2 separate regions of the Mus musculus genome follow, and region 2 is linked to region 1. A link is a contact called in public promoter capture Hi-C data. All regions are on one chromosome and are shown on one strand. Each heading gives the region's core, a stretch centred on a gene start, on an enhancer-like site or on the middle of the called end of the contact. The rest is flanking DNA. Distances are from core to core; before and after follow the strand shown.

What was found. Promoter capture Hi-C pulls out the DNA fragments that hold promoters and counts their contacts.
Region 2: a promoter capture Hi-C map of embryonic stem cells shows a contact between it and region 1, with 2.7 times the contacts expected there. The contact joins the promoter of 1110008P14Rik here to the promoter of Dolk in region 1.

Annotation. Positions count from the first base shown.
Region 1 is chr2:30,284,207-30,288,289 of GRCm38.p6, forward strand. Dolk (dolichol kinase) reads right to left here and starts at 2,148. Exons shown (of 1, transcript NM_177648.3): 1 at 23-2,148. The coding sequence starts at 1,825. The coding sequence ends at 221. Nup188 (nucleoporin 188) reads left to right here and starts at 2,210. Exons shown (of 44, transcript NM_198304.3): 1 at 2,210-2,264. The coding sequence starts at 2,233.
Region 2 is chr2:32,380,032-32,384,114 of GRCm38.p6, forward strand. 1110008P14Rik (RIKEN cDNA 1110008P14 gene) reads right to left here and starts at 1,884. Exons shown (of 2, transcript NM_198001.2): 1 at 1,661-1,884. The coding sequence starts at 1,739.

The DNA.
Region 1 (4,083 bases), core at 898-3,397:
GCCTTTTTTTTTTTTTTTTTTTGTATTTTAAATATCAGCAAAAATAAAACCAGGAGAGCTTTGCTTCTTTATTTTAAGTCTGAAACAACTTTCTGGCTTCATCTTCCTGGATGAAGCAAAATCTGCTTTCCATCTCTTGATTCTTGGTGTCCAGGTGGCTAGCTGCTGTGGGGACCATTCATTCTATTTCCCTGTTTCCCCATCACAGCTGCTACTGGTACTAGGCCATCAGCAATATCAGTAGGTAGAGAGGCAACAGGAGATTGTCTATCTGAGTAGTGTACGCTTCCAGAAGGGATACAGTGCTGATGGACCCCAAAATCCAGGCATAACTGTAGTTCAGGTCTACTCCACTGTCAAAGATTAAGATTAGAGCTACAGAGATGATTTGTGCAAATATAGATGTCATAGTCCCCTCGAAGGTTTTCTTAGTTCCAGGCCAGCGGATCTCTCCCATGGTGCTGCCAAATATGGAGGCCACAGTATCACCCACACCCACAGCCAAGACCCCAGCATAGGGGACCAGGGCTCTTGCTCCTTCCAGGCTGTCCTTCTGTGTACAGGGTCTGGGGATCAGCCAAATAGGAAGAGACATGCCCAGAAGCAGGTAGATGTGTGTTAGGATAAGGGGTCCACTGTCTCGTTCATCCAGGAAGAGGGACAGAAGGCTTCGCAGAGTGTGACCCAAGGGCTTTATTCGGAAATAGCGCACATACTCCAGGAAGATGAAGACTGCCAGGCACACAGTGGCGGCCACATACAGCAGTGGCCGGTCAAAGATGATGCCCGGGATATAAGTGGCTACCACAATGAAGTGGAAATACTTTCTTGTAATGGTAGGCGCCCTGTGCTTCTTGGACTCAGAAGACGACCGCTTAGCATTCTGGTACAGCACCACCAGGCAGGCCACAGAGGCCAGCAAAGACCAATAGGCAAGGAGGTAGATGCGAGTTTCAGTGTAGAAGAGGAACTGAAGAAGCCAAAGCAGGGGGTTCCTACGAATGAGCCAGTGCAGCCAGGGCAGAACCACACCAAGGCCCAGCACACAGGTCATGAGGTGGAAGAAGATGGAAGAGGCCCAGGTGCCTGAATCCATGAAGACAAAGAGGGTGCTGAAAAAGACACCCATGAGCACCATCCCTACCACCACCACCAACAGGAAGAAGTCCACTGGGTCCCCCTGGCTTTCAGTCAGAGAGCGCTTGATGAGTTGGTTAAGGACGAAGCTAATGCCACCCAATACCAGCAGTGCCTCCCCAGGAGTGAAGCATCGGGGCAGCAGGTACAGCAGGATCATGTTGAGATAAACAAATATTAGCAGGACTTCCAGGACCTCGATCACCTCGCCTACACTGAGCGAGTGCCTCATAATATAAATGATAACGCCTCCAGCCAAACCAGAGATGGCACAAGTATTGGTGGGCACCGGGCGAGTAATGCCCAGTGCCAACACGGAGGAGAAGAGGGCCACTGCCATGCCAGTAGCTGCAACCACAATGCCGAAGCGCTCGAAGTATGGGTTCCCTGCAGTCTGGCAGCGCTCCTTCATGACTAGCCCAAGCAAAGGCATGACCATGGAGGCCGGCAGTAAGCCGCTGTTCGCGGACATCCGGAACTGGAAAACGGCATTGCCCTGCTGGAGCAGCCGGTCCCACTTGTACTGGACGTAGAAGGCCTGCACCGCGAGGGCCACCGCGCACCAGGAGTATCGGTCCCACACTGCAGCGTGGATGCTCAACACCACGGCGAACACCACTGCAGCCTCCGCCAGCACCGACCCGCTCAGCGCAGCCCCAGACTCCTGGGGAGGGCACTGTCGGGTCATGTCTCTAGGTCTGGCGCTCTTGGGAGAAGAAGTTTGGTGACTAGGGACGCCTTGGCCTCTGGGGCCCTCAACCCGCCAAGCAGAGGGGCAGCAATTTCACCCAGCCAGCAACCTTCTCCAGCTTCCAAAAGGGTGTTCCACCACGGGCCACTCTGAGGCCTGGGAGCCGGCGCCCAGTCACCCGCCTCCGCTGTCAACCTACGGTGTAGCAGATGTTTGCCCTCTTCACCGCTCACAGTCTCCACCGCCTCCACCGCGGACTCCCCTCGCACCAGGGCAGCGCCATCTTGACAGCCCCATCTTGACCACGCCCACCATCACGTGGCGGAAGCCCACGCCCCCAGGCTGGAGGATCCCAGTCACGTGGGTACGGCGCATGGGGGCGGGGCTGGGCCGCGCGCGCGAAGATGGCGGCTGCCGCTGGTGGGCCGTGTGTGAGGTGCGGAGTGGGGCGCGGCAGGGGGTGGCCGTGAAGCGCGGGCTGGGAGCTGGGCGGGAGTTGGGACCGGGGCTCAGCCGCAGTGGCAGAGACGAGCCCCGGCTGGGTGGACGGACACTTGCCGGGGAGGCGGTTAGGTCCAAACCGTTCCCGCTCGCGGGGCTGAGGACACTTTTGGAGCGGGCCTGCCGCTCTCCCTTCTCTCTCCGTGGTCCCTGAGCCTCCGGTAGTCCCCATACACCCACGCTTGCTCCACCACGTTGCCTGTAGGCACTGCGGGACATTTCGGGGTCGCCTGGAAGACCCACCCCACTGCGATCCCTTCCTTGCTGTCCCTGCGCCCTGCTCCCCCTCGGGTGTGCCTTGCCCACGCCGCGATTTCTTCCCGCGGGCATCCTTAGTTCCCGCCTTCTTTTATTTTTGGCTAATGCCGATATTGATGCAATCAGCAGGCATGCCTTCATCTTCCATGCGATTCCGGGTTTTGTGCCAGGCTTCGGACACAAGATGAATTACCCCGAAACAAATATACAGTTCTCACTTAAAAGAGTGCTTTTGTTTGTTTGTTTGTTTGTTTGTTTCTTTTTTGAGGTAAGGTCTCTTGCCTCTCGGGCAGGCCTTGAACTCCTTGTTGTCTTGCCTTTGCCTTCTTGGTGCGGAAATTACAGACATGAATTTCGAGCCCTGCTTGCCTTTAAAGAGCGCTTACTAGCGCCAGACCCTGGGAAAGTGCCGTGCAGGCCTTACCTCATTCATTTCTCACGACTAGGAGAGGCGCCTCCTGTTCCACAGGACTCAGAAGTCCAGTTCATACATAGGCAGTCCCCCCTTGTCAGCCCTCGAGATAATCCCCGTGAGCCTTCAGATGGAAGGCTCTAAAGCCTTAACCAGACCTCTGTATGTATCCACATTATAGATCAGAAAGGGTCTTCACTGCCCTTCCTCCCCTTAAATGTAAACATTCCCTGTCAGTCACCTGGAATTGACTCTGCCAGTTTTATTTGGTCTTGTTTCCTGTGGAAACCTGAAACGCCCAGACAGACATGTAATTATCACACACATTGCTGATCTTTCTCTCCATTAGCCTCTTCACCTTCCAGGGGTAACATTTTCTTTGGAGTTTCCTGTGGATAAAGTGTGGTCCTTGCAAGGGCCGGTTTGTTTCATGCCAGACCTTGTATCCACAGCTATGGATAAATACTTGTATGAAAACTGTAAAAAAATGAATTTTTTCAAAAGGAAAGGAAAGTTTTGGCTTGCCAGCAGGCTTTGAGCTTTCTGTGGAACTTAGCAAACCCATCGTTGAGGGAGGACTTTAACTGACTCTAGGGTTTTCATTTTACTTTTGTTTTGAGGTCCTAGGGGTCAAACCCAGGGCCTCAGGAATGCTAGGCAAGCCCTCTAGTATTGAGTCACAACCTGTGGCCCGGGCGCCTAGCAGTAGGGTTCTAGGTGCTGCCTTGCTCTGTCAGGACAGTGCCTTTTAGTGCTGAAAAGCATGCTTCTTAGCAGTTGGGAGTAGAGGGCTGTATTTGAAAAGCTTGAGACCTGGGGCAAGAAACCGTCCATCCTGGTTTTTGTACCTAGTGCTTTTTTGTGGTTAGTCTTAGAAGTCACCTGACCATTTTGAGCTCCTACTTTTCCAAATGGGAATCCTTTTCATCTTTGTGCACAGGTGAACAGGTAGACAGTGGCAGCGTTAGTTTCTGTGTAGACTATAACTGCCTCTCAGACAGACTGTAGTCATGAGAATAACTCAGGTAGCTCAGGGTTATTTTCCATCCAAAAGTCTTTCAAATGTTTTTTCTTGAACATTTTA
Region 2 (4,083 bases), core at 634-3,133, 2.1 Mb after region 1:
AGAGTTCATCGGCCCCAACAACCCTTCAAGGACCGGCTCAGAATACCTCCTCCTCCAAGAAGTCTTCCCCGGTCTCCTTCCTCTACAGCTTCTTTGACCTGCCTCTTGGCAATGCTGTGTCCCCTTAGGACCCAAGGTCTGGGTCCATGCCCACTGCGGGACTCACTTCCGAGCCAGCCCATGACTCAGAAACACTCAGCTGCCAACTTGGGAACAAAGGGAAGTAGTTGGTGGATTTAAGGAAGAGGTCCAGGGAAGGCGACTGGGGCATGAGTGTAAATGTGCTGCCTCTTGGCAATGGTTCTCATGACCCCGAAAGGGTGTCCTTCACAGAGGCTAGAGCCTCTGAAGGCTGCTAGATCTTAAAGTCCATCTTCATGGCATTTGGTGACAGAGCCAAAACTCAGACTTGGAGGTCACAGATCTGAGTGCCAGATCTGCTCTAGCCCAGCCACTCCTTAGAATGGGGTAGGAGACTCTGAGGGTTCCAGCACACTGAGAGCTCAGTCGGGGTCTGGCCACGGCAGGTACTTAGTGGACTTAGTGATTCATCCTTGCATGCCGTGGGAGGCTAGCAGAAGGGCCAGGAGAGGTCTGCAGGTTCCACCTATGTCCAGGGTACTTCCTAGCTAATGTCCTGGGACAGCCTCCTCCCCACCATCTCAGTGTCACTCAGAGTTACGCCACCTCCTCACTAAATTCCCTTATGTTCACCATGGCTGCCAGCAGTCACTGTTCCCCAACACTAGTGTCCCACCGCCTACCTCCAGGTGGATGGCAACCTTTATTAAAGAGCAGAACCCAGGTGCTGAAAATATTCTGAGTCTGTTGTGACAATGGCTATGCTGTGAATATATGAAACTGCAGAACTGTACATTTTAAATGGTACAACCTACAGTGTGACCTACAGCTTAATAAAGTTTTTATAACAAAGCAAAAGCATACCCCATCCTTATTGCACAGTAAAGTCCTGCCTGCCCTCTAGGTAAGGCACCACACCAGACTTGACTACACTCAGACAAAACAAAACAAAAACAAAAACCCGCTTTCAGAAGGAAATTGTACTCTGGAGTCTCACCATTTCTATCCCATTTCCCCTTAAATCCCACTACACCTCAATACAGAAGACACCAATGTGCCCAATATTGCTGATGGGAAAACTGAGGTTCCCAAACGTGCAAAAACAGTATGTGGGCTGATGAGTCCCCTGAGGTCCTTCTGCAGTGCTGTGCACCCAAACACAGTACTCAATAAGCAGGTCACACCAGCAAAACCAGGTGGCTGGGGTGCTGACTCAGCATAGTGGGGCGCCCACCCGGCCAACACCTCCTGCAGAGCCATGCAGGACCCGCCCCCTCTTCAGCGAGGAAAGTGTCTGAAGCAAATCCCAAACCCACAAGCGTCTCTGAAGCTGCCTCAGTTTCCCTATGCGACAGCAGGGCTGGTTAGCGATAGTTCTCCAGCACTGCAGCGCTCCGTTCGCTATTGCTCGCCATCGCCTCCGAGGTGGCTGTGGGGACAACTCCAGAGCCACTCAGGCAGAGTGAGACATCTCCTTAGTCCCTCCCACGCCCCACATCCCCGCCCGATTCCAGACCCTCGGACAGTACTCCCGGCAATGCAAAGGTCGCCTCAGCAACACCAACCCACCCCAGGTCACCTGCTTCCCCGAAGCTGTCATTCTCTCCTTCCGTGCCCGCATCCACCGGCATGCCTAGGTCCCCGTTGGGGCCCGACATTGCGGGCTCGGGCGCCGCAGAGGCCACGCGAAGATGGAACTTGGCGATCGTCGCGCGGAAAGCCGGCGCTGGGCGGAAGGTGCGAGCAGCTGGTTGAGCACCGGGCCGGAAGCGTGGAACGCAGCGGCGCACCGGGGCCCGCCCTGAGCCCCGCCCAAAGCCCAGCCCGTAGGCCCCCGCGCAACCACGCCCTTAAGCTCCGCCCCCTCCTTGCTTGGGCGCTCTATCGCGCTCACAAACATGGCTCCGCCCCGTCCCCTCTCGGGCTCCTCCTCCTCTCGCTTCCGAGCCCCGCCCCTCTCCCGGCCGCAGTGACCCGCTGTCAGCGGAGCAAGGTCGGGCAGTGGAGACCCTGGCCCGCTAGTGCTTGGGATGTGTTTGAGGCTCCATCCTGCTGCTTCCGCCCCTCTACGCGTTCGGAATCAGCACCTCTCCTCCCCAGTCACCAGGAATCAGCCTTCTTCCCATCTCCCCTTGATGCAGCCGAGATGATCCACAACCCCTGTCCTATCTTAGCCAATCTTGGCCTCATCTCTTCTCTTAGGACTCTCAACGGCTACACTTTTCGGGTGAGACCAGATTCCAGCCCAGGACAGTAGATGTGAAGCCAATCGGTTTGATTCACGCCAATAAATATGACATGGGCTGGAAAAGGAATGGGAAGTGTGTGTCAGGTTCCCAGTACAGAAAAGGAAGGCTTAGTGTACTTTGCTGTAGGTGCTCCTGGGGGCCGTGGAAGGTGGCGCTCCATCATGGAAGGCTTCATGATACAGACCTCCAGTGGTCACATCCCCTGACTCCATGCCCACTGGGAGGGGAAAAGAAACCTGTACAGAGTCAACATCCAATTGTGGATTGAACCCAGAGGAGCAATCCGGGATCCAGCTCTGTGTCAGGGTGGTGTCTCAGGAACTCTCAGAGACCACCATGGCATCATGGCACAGTGACTATTCCAGAGTGCAGCCTGGTCTCAGCATACAGGCTTTAGTAAAGCTGGGTGAGGAAAAGAGGATTCTTCCTCAAATCCCAGAAGGAGCACAGCCCTGTGGACACCATGAAACTACTGCAAGCGTGGGCATCTGGAACTGGAAGAGAGTACACGTGAGCTTCTGCAACTGGTATATGCTGCAACTTGTTACAGTGCCAGTGGGAAGCTCATGTCTGCATTAGCCAGGAAGAGGGAAGAAAGCCCTGTCTGTGCCAGGAGAGTTTGAAGAGCTCAACAGCAGCAAGAGGCTATGGGAAGCTGACTTCCTTGGTCCAACAGAAGAAACTGGATCTAGGCTAGAAAGATAGCTCAGCAATTAAGAGCACACAGTGCGCTGAGACCCAGTTCAATTTCCAGCATCCACATCAGCAGTTCATCCTCACCTGTAGTACCGGTTCCGGGAAAATCCATTTGTCTCTGGCCTCCTCAGGCACTTAACATATGTGCGTATACTTATATGCAGACAGACAGGGAAAAAAACAATAAATAAATAAGCAAAACTGGAAAGTTGGCTCGGCAGTTAGGAGCGCTGTTCTAAAGGATCTGGGTTCAATTCCCAGCACCCATATGGTGGCTCATAACTGTGTGTTGCTTCAGTTCCAAGTGATCTAACTCTTTCTCCTGGCCTCTATAAGAACTGCATATACATGGTTTGCACACATACAAAGGAAGGCAAAACATCCATATAAATAAAAATAAATAAATAGGAATCAGGGGGTTGTGGCACACAGCATTTGGGTAGCAGAGTCCAGAAGATCTCTATGAGTTCCAGGACAGTCTGTTCTATGTTCAGAGTTCCAGACCAGTCAGGGATACATAATAGCAGGACTCGGACTCAAAAGAAAGAAGATCCACTGCTCAGATTGGAACCCAAGAGTGAAGTAGGTAGGGTGTAGCTTCCTTTCCTGGCTGGTCTTTAACCTAGGTCTTAGATCCACCTCTCAGCCTGAGACCTTCCTGGCTCTAGACGGAGTCTCCATCCCTCACTGACAGCTCTCTGACAGGACTGAGATGGGATTGCCCTCCACCTGAGCACACCCTTCTCAACCAAGATGAAGAGGGCAGCATGTGTGTGTGAGGTGGGAAGGCTGGGCTCATTTGGAACCCCAGGGGTCCTGGCATGGGGGAAGGAAATTGGAGGGCTTTCCTGTGGTTGACATGGAGGGGCCACAGCTGTCACCAGTGGGTGTGGCACCTTGTCAAGTATGACACAGGCCTAACCACTATCCACATCTGTGCACCCTCCTGCCCTGGCTACAGGCCCCCAGAAATCCCAGGATCCAGACCAGTTGGGCATGGCCGCACCTCTTAGCCCCTCCAGGCTCTTCCAATGTCCCCGTCCTAGAGGGGCTACAG